2 separate regions of the Mus musculus genome follow, and region 1 is linked to region 2. The links are chromatin contacts, called in public HiChIP or PLAC-seq maps. All regions are on one chromosome and are shown on one strand. The core of a region is the stretch at or near the end of the contact, and the rest is flanking DNA. Distances in the headings are between cores, read along the strand shown. Region 1 overlaps Rnf150 (ring finger protein 150). Region 2 overlaps Rnf150 (ring finger protein 150).

Region 1 (4,665 bases), core at 314-2,813, 81 kb before region 2:
GACTAGAAGGCTTATTTATGAAAACATATTGACAGTCAGACACACACACACACACACACACACACACACACACACACACACACACACACACACAGAGAGAGAGAGAGAGAGAGAGAGAGAGAGAGAGAGAGAGACAGCATTGCCTATTGAACCAGCCCTAATGATCTGAAGCCAGAGGGTAATATCAAAGGGTGACCTTATTGTGGTAGCTGGACACAGGACAAAACCACACTTAAAAGAGATCAAGGTCAACAGTTCTGAGAGTAAGGAAATCTCACCAATGAAAAGATAAGGAAAGGTTCCACCTGGCAAAAGGCAGGTGATCCCTTTGTGAGGCTCAGCAGAGTGGCAAAAAGGAGCACTTACTATTCAAAGTTGCTCCCTGTTTTTGCAGGGACCTAACAAAATGGAATCATTTCTCCATCAGTCTGAATCTCCTTACCAATACTTAATTTCTCCCAGTTAAGAGGAACTGTAGTATTATGTACCACAGTGGAAAGAAAACTTGATGATCAGGAATGCTTAAAACACCCTAGCTCTTCTACTTCACAGCTGCACCTGGACTTCCACAGAGACAACCACTGTGTCTGCTAGTTCAGAAGGTCGATGAGGGAAGAATTCATGGATGTTAAAGTTACCCCAGAAATACCTGAGGGGCAAAACCATATTAAGAAGTGGCTGGGGAGTCCCAGAGTCAGGCTACTTGACGCCAGGTAGCAAATGCTCATTGTGGGCACAAACCAGGAGCAAAAGGGCATCAATAAAGACATCAGTGGGGAAATACCTTGGAGAGGGAGTTTGAACTGGGGTAACGGGGCAGTGAGAATGTTCCAGAATGTGAGACACAGAGGCAGTGAAGCTACACATACTTCCTCACTTGCAGGAAACCATCTCATCGCAATGGGCATCCACTCAGAATCCTCCTTTCCAGACACACTGGGAAACACCGAATCTTCTATCCTGGACAGGTGCACAAGACTTTCTACAGAGCAACCTGACTCTTAGCAACTGACAACCACAGAGGTGCACACACACACACACACACACACACACACACACACACACACACACACACCAGAAAATTAAAGTATCTGACTTCTATGTAGGAAGTACTCACACATAAAGCTCTCTGTGAAGTCTCCCTGTTGAGGTGGACTCAGGAAGTTATCAGTGCAAAACAAAACTGCCTAGCTCAAGGTCCTTATGAGCTTTATGGGTCATTGGGTTCTGTTATAGAAAACAAGCCACCCATCTCTGGTATTGTGTAGTCAGGCAGCCTGAGAAGACATGACTAGGGAGAAGAGTAGTCCTCTCGCCAGAGGTCAGCTGAGCTTGCGGGGAGGGCTAACTGCCCTGACCTACAGAGGGGCACTGTTAAATTAGACTGACAGTATGAAGAAGGGGAGGTCAGGGTCCCACCTGCTGATCTGGCAGCTCTCAAATACAATGCTCTGCTATCAGCCTCTTTGACCATACTTTTCTCAGGCATATCTCTCTGCTTCTTCCAGCTCATGGGATGTGGGATCCATGACACACAGATAAAGCATGCACTGCCAAGACAGCTTCCAAAAATAGTGCAGCTTCATACTTGTGAACTATAAACAGCAGCTTGTAAGCAGGAGTTCCCACTCCATGAGAGAGCTACTTCAGTTTGCAAACCAGTAGTTGCCACTGCCAGAGTCCACTTACTGTCCTCAAGGTAGGCAAGGCATGTGTCCCACTGAAAGTATTCAGAAATTTCAGCCCTTCAAGGAAAAGCAGTGAGAACATGCTCTGTCTCACTAACAGACAACGGCATAGCTATCCTTGCAGTTGGCCCAGGGAGAGAGGTGGAGCTAGGCGAACATTCACCCCCCACCCCAAAGAAGTATGTGACTGCTCTGATGAGCAGATCCAAGACCCCAGACGGCACAGATCCACCCAGACTTGCTGTGGTCTCTGGCACTAAACACTGTCATAATGAAGCTGGAGGGTGTGGAGGCGGGAAGCCCGTCTGAATAAACCACTTTGCCTGTGTTCTGTGCACCACGTGCTTTTATGAATCTTGTCTAGGATATTTTATTTCTATCACTTCATATCTGAGAAAAACACATCCTTTATGAGAACGTTAAGGGAATGGACAGATGTGAACACACAGTCCAATTTACTAATGAGAAAGATTATCCTTTATGGCCGCCTTCACTCAGCCTGCACATGCGGCTACTGGAGGGCGTGTCCTTCCTTGGCTTCCAAATTCAGAAGATCGTATGGAAAACTGCATTGCTGGATCTAGACAGCCTGTGTTCAGGTCTTACTGCTCCCTCTTAACCCCCCCCTTGCTTTCCTGTTAGCTTGATCATCTGCTTCCTTTCTCTCCTGCTTTGCTGAGGTGAGCTTGGTGGATTTTTTCCTAGGCCTCTTCTTGGGAAACCTCTTCACTCCTGAACATTTGCCACCCTGACAGTCTTTTCTTGTCTTATGTGCATAGGATTCCTTCACCAGCTACAGTGTTTTTAAATTTGCATTTACTCATTTGTGTGTATGTGTGTGACCATACGTGCTCATGTGCATGCCATGGCAAACATTTGATTTGGAAGTCAGAGGACAACTTGTGGGAGACTGCTCTCCACCACATAGGTCCAAAGTATTGAACTCAGGCCGTCAGGCTTAGCAGCAGTAAGTGCCTTTACTTGTTGAGCCATGATAGTTTTGATTATAATTTTTAATCTTGAAAAATTTGTAGAACTCTGAATGGAAGTGTTTTCCTCTTTGAATCATTATTGTATTCTCAACGAACAAAAAGACATGGTTTACCAATAAAATATATTATGTTTGAAAAATAACAAGTTAACATATTGGCAATGGACTAACAACTCCTTCAGGAGATGAAAAGAAAAGGCAATAAAATTTTCATGTATAAATCAACAGACATTGGAATAGACACCAATGTCCACATGTGTCTAGTGTCCAGATGTGTTCAGATGTGTACAGTACCTTTTTTGATTCCAAAATTCTGACTTGGTTCTTGCCTTACTCTAATCTCAAGACAAAGGAAATAGGAGTGTAGTTTTAACTGTCTCCTTACAAGCCAAATATGTACTTTCCTAAAATCGTAATTTTGTTTTTTCCCTCGAGACAGGGTTTTTCTGTGTACCAGCCCTGACTATGTTAGAGCCCCCTCTGTAGATCAGGCTGGCCTCGAACTCACAGAAATCTGCCTGCCTATGCCTTCTGAGTACTGGGATTAAAGGCATGAGGCACCACCACCCTGCTAAAATCTTGTCTTTCAATGTAAATTTTGTTTGAATGGTCAAGAGAATTTTATTTGGATAAATGCTTTCCCTCTGGGTTTTCTTCCTTTTAATTTGCTAGAACCACAAAAAGCAGCAAATGTAAATAATATAAAATATATTTAGAATGATAATAGAGAACAACTTCAGTTGAGCTCTTCAGGATGCAGAGTGTAATAAGTACTAAGGAATGACTCTCATAGTGGCAATTTATCTGTAGCCTTTAATGTTGCTACCGGGGCAAAGAACTAAAGATCATCCCAGTTTTATTTCTATTTTAATAGTGGTGCTAAATAAATATCCGAAATGCAGACTCACCCATTAAGGTACAAGCCATATATTTCCCATATCTGTGTCCATTAAGTTTATGCTGAACTGTCTCTCCTGCTTATGCCAATACTTGTACAAAGCCAGCACACCCTTGAAAGTCTATTTGTAAAAAATGCAGAACGAACTAAATTCTGTGTTGTACCATCAAAGCTGACTCTCCCAGCATCTGTCCTCGTCTTTCTCTTGCGTGTTGTTTAATTTAGATCCTCCCTCCTGACTTTTTGTCAGACCATTTCAGACTTCTCATAGGTCACAAATTCTGGCTCATGATTACAGTACACTTTCCTTGGCTTTTTCAATTCCTAAATCTCATGTTCAGTCCTTGGTAGAGATTTGCATTTCCCACCTTTTAGTTGTACAAGATAAAGACAAAGCCTAATTTAAGACAGTTTTGTTTGCTCCTTAGTTTGCTTTTTGGAGTTTCCCACTGATTGTTTTTCTGCTTGTCACCACCTGGCTTTATAACAAAATCCAAATGTACAGACGTGTTATTTATGTTAGCAATGAGCGTGGGAGTTGGTTTGTTTAGTGGAGGAAATAGAGAAGAAGTGGAGGAGACGAAGCGCTCCAGTCTGCTGTGTTTCAGTTAGGACAGGTTCCCTAAAAATTGAACATTTTACTCCTTAGCTGCTCAAAATCTAAAGTGCATCTTCTTTATGATGAGGGGTGACTTGATGAGGGTAGAACTTCCACGGACCTCTTCTGCAATTCTCAAAGCAAAGCCTGCAGAGACCAAAGAAGGGCCGAGGGTTCTGATGAAACTGACAGAAGGAGGCGTCATCTCTCCAGCTAAATTCCTAGGCACTTTGTGGATCATCTCCATATAGTGTGTGCTTCTGAAATTCTTCAAACAAGGGAAACAACTGGCAAGAAGTGAAAATGCCTCCGACCAAATTCATCAGTACACACAAAATAAGGTATGAGTGTACACAGTAGGAAGAGGGCTCTGATAATGACGTGTTTGTTGTTAAAAATATGGTTTTAAGGGCAGAGAATTAAATTCTAAGAATGACGTTAATAACTTAAATCTCTCCTGATTTTATAAAATAATATTTATGAATGCTTT
Region 2 (5,107 bases), core at 475-2,974:
TGCAGGGGGAAGCAGTTAGTTTTACTTCAGCTCAGAGTCAAGCCACACTCATTTAACAAGGTCACACTGCAGGAGGGACACCCTTAATGAAGATGGTGTGTTTCCATTAGTGGCTATAAAGGAAAGTAGAGGGTGATGAGGCTAGGTCGCCTCAAGGGAAGAGATAGAGGTTGTGTGCTCTCCGTTCGTGCCTGCCACCTAATTGGCTCACTCCTAGTTCCAGTGAGAATATTGAGCAAGGGCTGCTCAGAGCACAGAAGGGGTGGATAATGCTTGCATTATAAGCGAGTGGTTCAGAACAGAACCCGGGAAGGCACTGGGCATAATAGTGAGAGCCGTCCTCCCAACATTCTCAGCACAGAAACCTTTGTACTCAATCAGATCACATCTGAATACTGACCAATGGCACTAGTGGGATTCAGAGCTGAACAACCAGCATCAGAAAGGCTATGGTAGGCATGGGTTCTGAAGGAGAAGGGACTTAATAAAGAGACTGTAAGATTCCCATTCAAAAAACTTCATGTGTTGAGGATGTATGTTCAAGGGTGTGGAAAAGACTGCTTGCCCTGTAGTGGTCTTTGGATACTTTGTGGGTTCTTCCTTCTTCTGCCCTTCTCCACCCTTTTCCCACGTTTTCAACTCCCTAACACTAGATAAAAGAGAAAAAAGGATGGAGAGGGAAGGAAAGAGATCTCTGAATAAAGTCAGGTGTCAGAAAGAGGGTGGCATTATCCTTAGAGTACTTCCTGCTGATTATGGGTGTTGAGTTCATTCGGGGCAAGTTTGATCTTCACTATCAGGATATCTAATTTCTTCTTCTTGTTGTTTCTTTTTGTGTACAACTACTTAACAAACAGAGCCCAACAGGAACCAACAACAATCAATGACCAAACAACAACCTGCCACACCTTTGAGGTCCTAGCTTTTATATATCCTCTGAAAAGTTCCCAGAATTCCAAATGTCACAGATTTGCAGAAACTCTCTGCAGCTGGCAAAATCACCCCACTGCTAGAGCACGAGGCAAATCATAGTCAGCTGCTGTGGACAATCTGAGGCAGCCCCATATCCCACACCTAGGGTTAAAACAAAAACATATTTTTAATTTTTTTTTTTAGAAACCAACATTTCAAAATTGTCATTACATTTCCCTGTGTGGGAAATGGTCAGATTTAAAATACTAGTAACAGTAACTGAGGAGTCCATTCAAGGTTCCACACCTACACTGGTTTCACTCACAAGAAAAGCCAGAAGCATCAACTTTGCTTTGTCAAAAAAGTAATACTGTTAGCCCAGTATATGCAATGGCTTAAACAATGGTGACCATTCAAAATCTGGATACTCTTGTGTACCAGTGCACAGCTTATTCACTTAAAAAGACTGTTTTGAGCACATCCTTGTAAGGCTTACATAGGAATTTATATATTTCTAATACCTTTACTGTGTGCTGCAACCCACTGTGTAGCCCAGTATGGTCTCCAACTAACAACAGCCCTGTACAGACCTGCATGACCACATCCAGCTCATGACTGTCCCTGTCCATATTCTTATAATTGCAACCCTGTATGCTGTTGTTTAAGAGGAGGAAGTTAAGTTAAATTTAGATGGTTCTAAATTCTTTAACTACATATGAAAACATTCTGAAAATTCCTTGTGAAGAGTTAATTGGCAGAATTAGCAATGATTGTACCAACCTCATCCCTTCATGCAAGAAGAAATAAGCCTCTGGGAATAGTTTTGTGAATAAAAGATTCTCCAGGCCGTCCTAGTCACTCATTATTTGCCCTAAGAGAAAGCTATGAAAACTTTCAGATTAAGGGCCAGAATGATGACAGACAGCACTTTTATAGTTACCTTATTTGACAGAGTTACGCACTGAATGGCAGCATTTTGGTTGACACCAGGCTGCACATACAACAGGAATCCCATAAGATTATGATGGAGCTAAAAATATTCTTATTGCCTAGTGACAACGTAGCCTCCAAAACACAACACATTCATCTCATGTTAGAAGGAAGCTGGTGTAGACAAACCTACCCCACAATCATGCAAATGATGTGCTGTGAAGAGGTAAATGCCTGGTCGCACAGAACCATAGTAGATACCGTATGGGCAGCATAATATTTGATGATGAAAATGACTGCTGTGCTTTATACACTTAACAAATCTAGTTCAAATGTAATTACTTTAATTTTATTTTATGTGTATGGATGTTTTTCCTTCTCGTATTTCTGATTACTGTGTGCATGCCTGGTGCTTGCAGAGGCCAGAAGAAGGCACTGGATCACGTGAAGTTGCAGGTGGTTGTTATTCATCCTATGGGTGCTAGGAATCAGATTGAGCTCCTCCGTAAGAGCAACCAGTGCTCTTAACTGCTAAGTCACCTCTCTGCCTCATGTTATTATTATTTTAGGGTGTACTTATTACATACATACATGTTTAAACATACATAGGAATGTGTGTATATATACACACAGACACACACAGACACACACACACACACATAGACAAACACACATACACACACACACACACACACACACACACACACACACACACACACACACACACTAGAAAGTCCCTCAGGAAGCATTCTAGAAAGCAATTTCTTCACAGGAGGCTCCATGCAGGTCACTGCCCTAAAGACCTTCAGTGGGACAAGATATGGAAGTGGGAGACAGTAATATTGATCTTCCTTACTTTCTGAAGGTCTCATCTAATTTGTGCTGTTTTTTTAAACAAAAATGTTTATTAACTTAAAATATTAGAAAAGAAAAGGCATACATATTAAGAATACATAGAAAGAAAATATATTCTGTAGTTGTGTAATGTGTTTATTATGCTTTAAGCTATATTCATCATAAAAGCAACAAAGGGTTTGGTAACCTTAAAATTTAAAATTAAAAGTAGAAAAGGTGCGTTATGCTAAGATTAATTTATCTTAGAGGAAGATCAAATTAGTATGAATTCAGTATTGCCCATGTGTCCTCCCAAACCTCCCTTCTTTCCTGCTCTTCCCACTGTCACCTATCACTCACCCAATCATTTCTCGTTCCACTCTAATTTTCAAATATAGCTTCCCATAAAGTATTCCTGGTGTCTTTACACCAGTGCTAGCAGACATTTTAGTGAGCATCTCTCATAGTTGCCCAGGACACCTTGCACAGCAGTTTTCTACAAATAGCCAGATTCTGACAGTAATTGTTTAAAAAGCTTTCTCTGCTTTCATCTCACCTTCAAGTGCTTGAGTTCTTCAGTACCTTCACCGTCTCAACCTGCTTGTGACCTCACCTCTCCACCCGGTTCTTCGGACTTGGTACCCTTACCCACTCTCTTCGCTTGCTCCCACAATCCAACTGTTGCCTTTGCCCAAAGTGCTTTGATATGCTTCCTCAGCTCTGTTTTATTTGAAAATACCTACACACTTCTGAGACCTCTCTAAGCTTTGGTTCATCTCATCATGTCTGGGGGTTTCAGCAGTACCTTATTCACACTAATAATGTCCGCAGTACCTTGTCAATTGCTGCTCTCTTCCCTCCAAGATGATATTATCCCTTAGGAAGATGCTGTCTTGATCTCTCCGTCAAGCTAGGATTGTGTGCCCTCAGCTCAGTGGGTGCTTACTCAGAGACTCTCAGTTAATATGTACTCAGTGACCAGCTCTGAAGTGAGAGTGAAGGGATGTCTGAGTCCTCGACAGTTGACAAAATCAGGACTCACACTCTGCGAGTCTCTTTATTTGTAAGATGATCTAATTTTCTTTGCCATCTGTGAAGTTTGACAAGACTCAGAATAGGATAAGGGAAAGCACTGTGCCAAATATAAACAAGTTCTTTCCATGGCTACTCTATTGAAGGTAGGAGATTATATAATGGCAGTGCCCAAACTGAAGAGACACAGAAGCGTCATAAAAATGGATTTAACCACTACCCTGCATCCTAATGCTCCCACAACTCAGTTGTGACATCAATTTAATGTGATCTGTGCATAACATTGGCACTAAATATTAGGTGATAAGCAGAAGCCTGAAACAGAGAAACAGATGCACCAAAAGGAGTATGGACAGACCGTCACACCATGGACCCTCAGCCTTTGCTATCTGATGGTTTTACAGCACACACATACGTTCTCACGGCAATGAGAAGCATAACAAATAGATTCACTAAGCTTACTTACATTCAGAAGACCCTAGGAAACATGCATTGTTATACTCCTTGCACTTGATATACAAGGAAACAGAAACAGGCAGCGGACTGTTGTGAACCAGAGCTGTGATCCGTGACTCAGTCAGGTTGTATCCACTCAAGCAGGTACTCAGCCTAAATGGCATTGCTCACTGTAAATTCCTGATAAAGGACAGTTTCTCTTGCTTTTATTCAAAATGGAGCTTAGGTGACGATGACTCCACAGGCAGCGGTTATGAGGTCTGCTAGTCTTTTGCTGACAGAACCCACATGCCATTTTGCTGATTTGGCTGCCTTGGCAAAGGTATCTTATCTATAAAGTACATTACCTCTTTTATATATGAATAACTTCCAGCAAGCTGGAAAAGATCAAACTACTTTAACAAGATAAAATGCAGCGGTTCATATGGGAAAACCACTTAAATCTTTTGTTAGCTCATTAGAATTCCACTACACTGTCCTGGGGCAAAGGTAGAGGATTTGCCATCTCTTCTCTAATAGATTTTCCCGTTGTCTTCTGAAAAGTCCCGGGACACCAATTACATTTCTATTACAATTGACAGGGCTCACTGCATTAACCTGCCCCAGTTCCCCTTCCCTGCTGCTGATTCCATAGTGAGATGTTGCACTTCACTGTGTAGCACAGCATTCAGGAAGGGATGCTCTGAAAGCACTCTCTCCCCAAAGTGAACAGTCTCCAACCTCAGCAATGTCCCCAACTGCTTCTAAACCAGGGGGCATACGTGTTTGCAGCTTAAGCAGAACATGGGTCTGCCAATCAGAAGGGCTCATTTTTACCCAATCCTCTTGCATGCAGCACGCTCTTAACTGTTTTCTTAAAATATATTCTAGAGCATGGCATTCTATTTGAGTGAACTGCCAATATTTCCAGTGTCAGCTACTGAAGGCTTCACAGATTATCTAC

What was found. HiChIP or PLAC-seq counts read pairs in DNA pulled down with a chosen protein or histone mark.
Region 1: a contact with region 2 is called in an H3K27ac HiChIP or PLAC-seq map of heart atrium, with 6 read pairs. The contact joins two enhancer-like sites. A contact is called at or near these places in 10 of 484 Hi-C or Micro-C datasets (bone marrow-derived dendritic cells, cardiomyocytes, cortical neurons and 6 more) and 1 of 115 datasets of contacts at active chromatin or transcription factors (heart atrium).

Annotation. Positions count from the first base shown.
Region 1 is chr8:82,965,264-82,969,928 of GRCm38.p6, reverse strand. All of the region lies in intron 1 of Rnf150 (ring finger protein 150), which reads right to left. Among named protein-coding and RNA genes, the nearest start is that of Rnf150, 100 kb to the right of the region's middle. Within about 2 kb of position 1,563, at least 68 of the 459 cell types and tissues checked have an H3K27ac peak or open chromatin away from gene starts, as enhancers often do. A contact at or near this core is called in heart atrium, where this site is marked.
Region 2 is chr8:82,884,303-82,889,409 of GRCm38.p6, reverse strand. All of the region lies in intron 1 of Rnf150 (ring finger protein 150), which reads right to left. Among named protein-coding and RNA genes, the nearest start is that of Rnf150, 24 kb to the right of the region's middle. Within about 2 kb of position 1,724, at least 5 of the 459 cell types and tissues checked have an H3K27ac peak or open chromatin away from gene starts, as enhancers often do. A contact at or near this core is called in heart atrium, where this site is marked.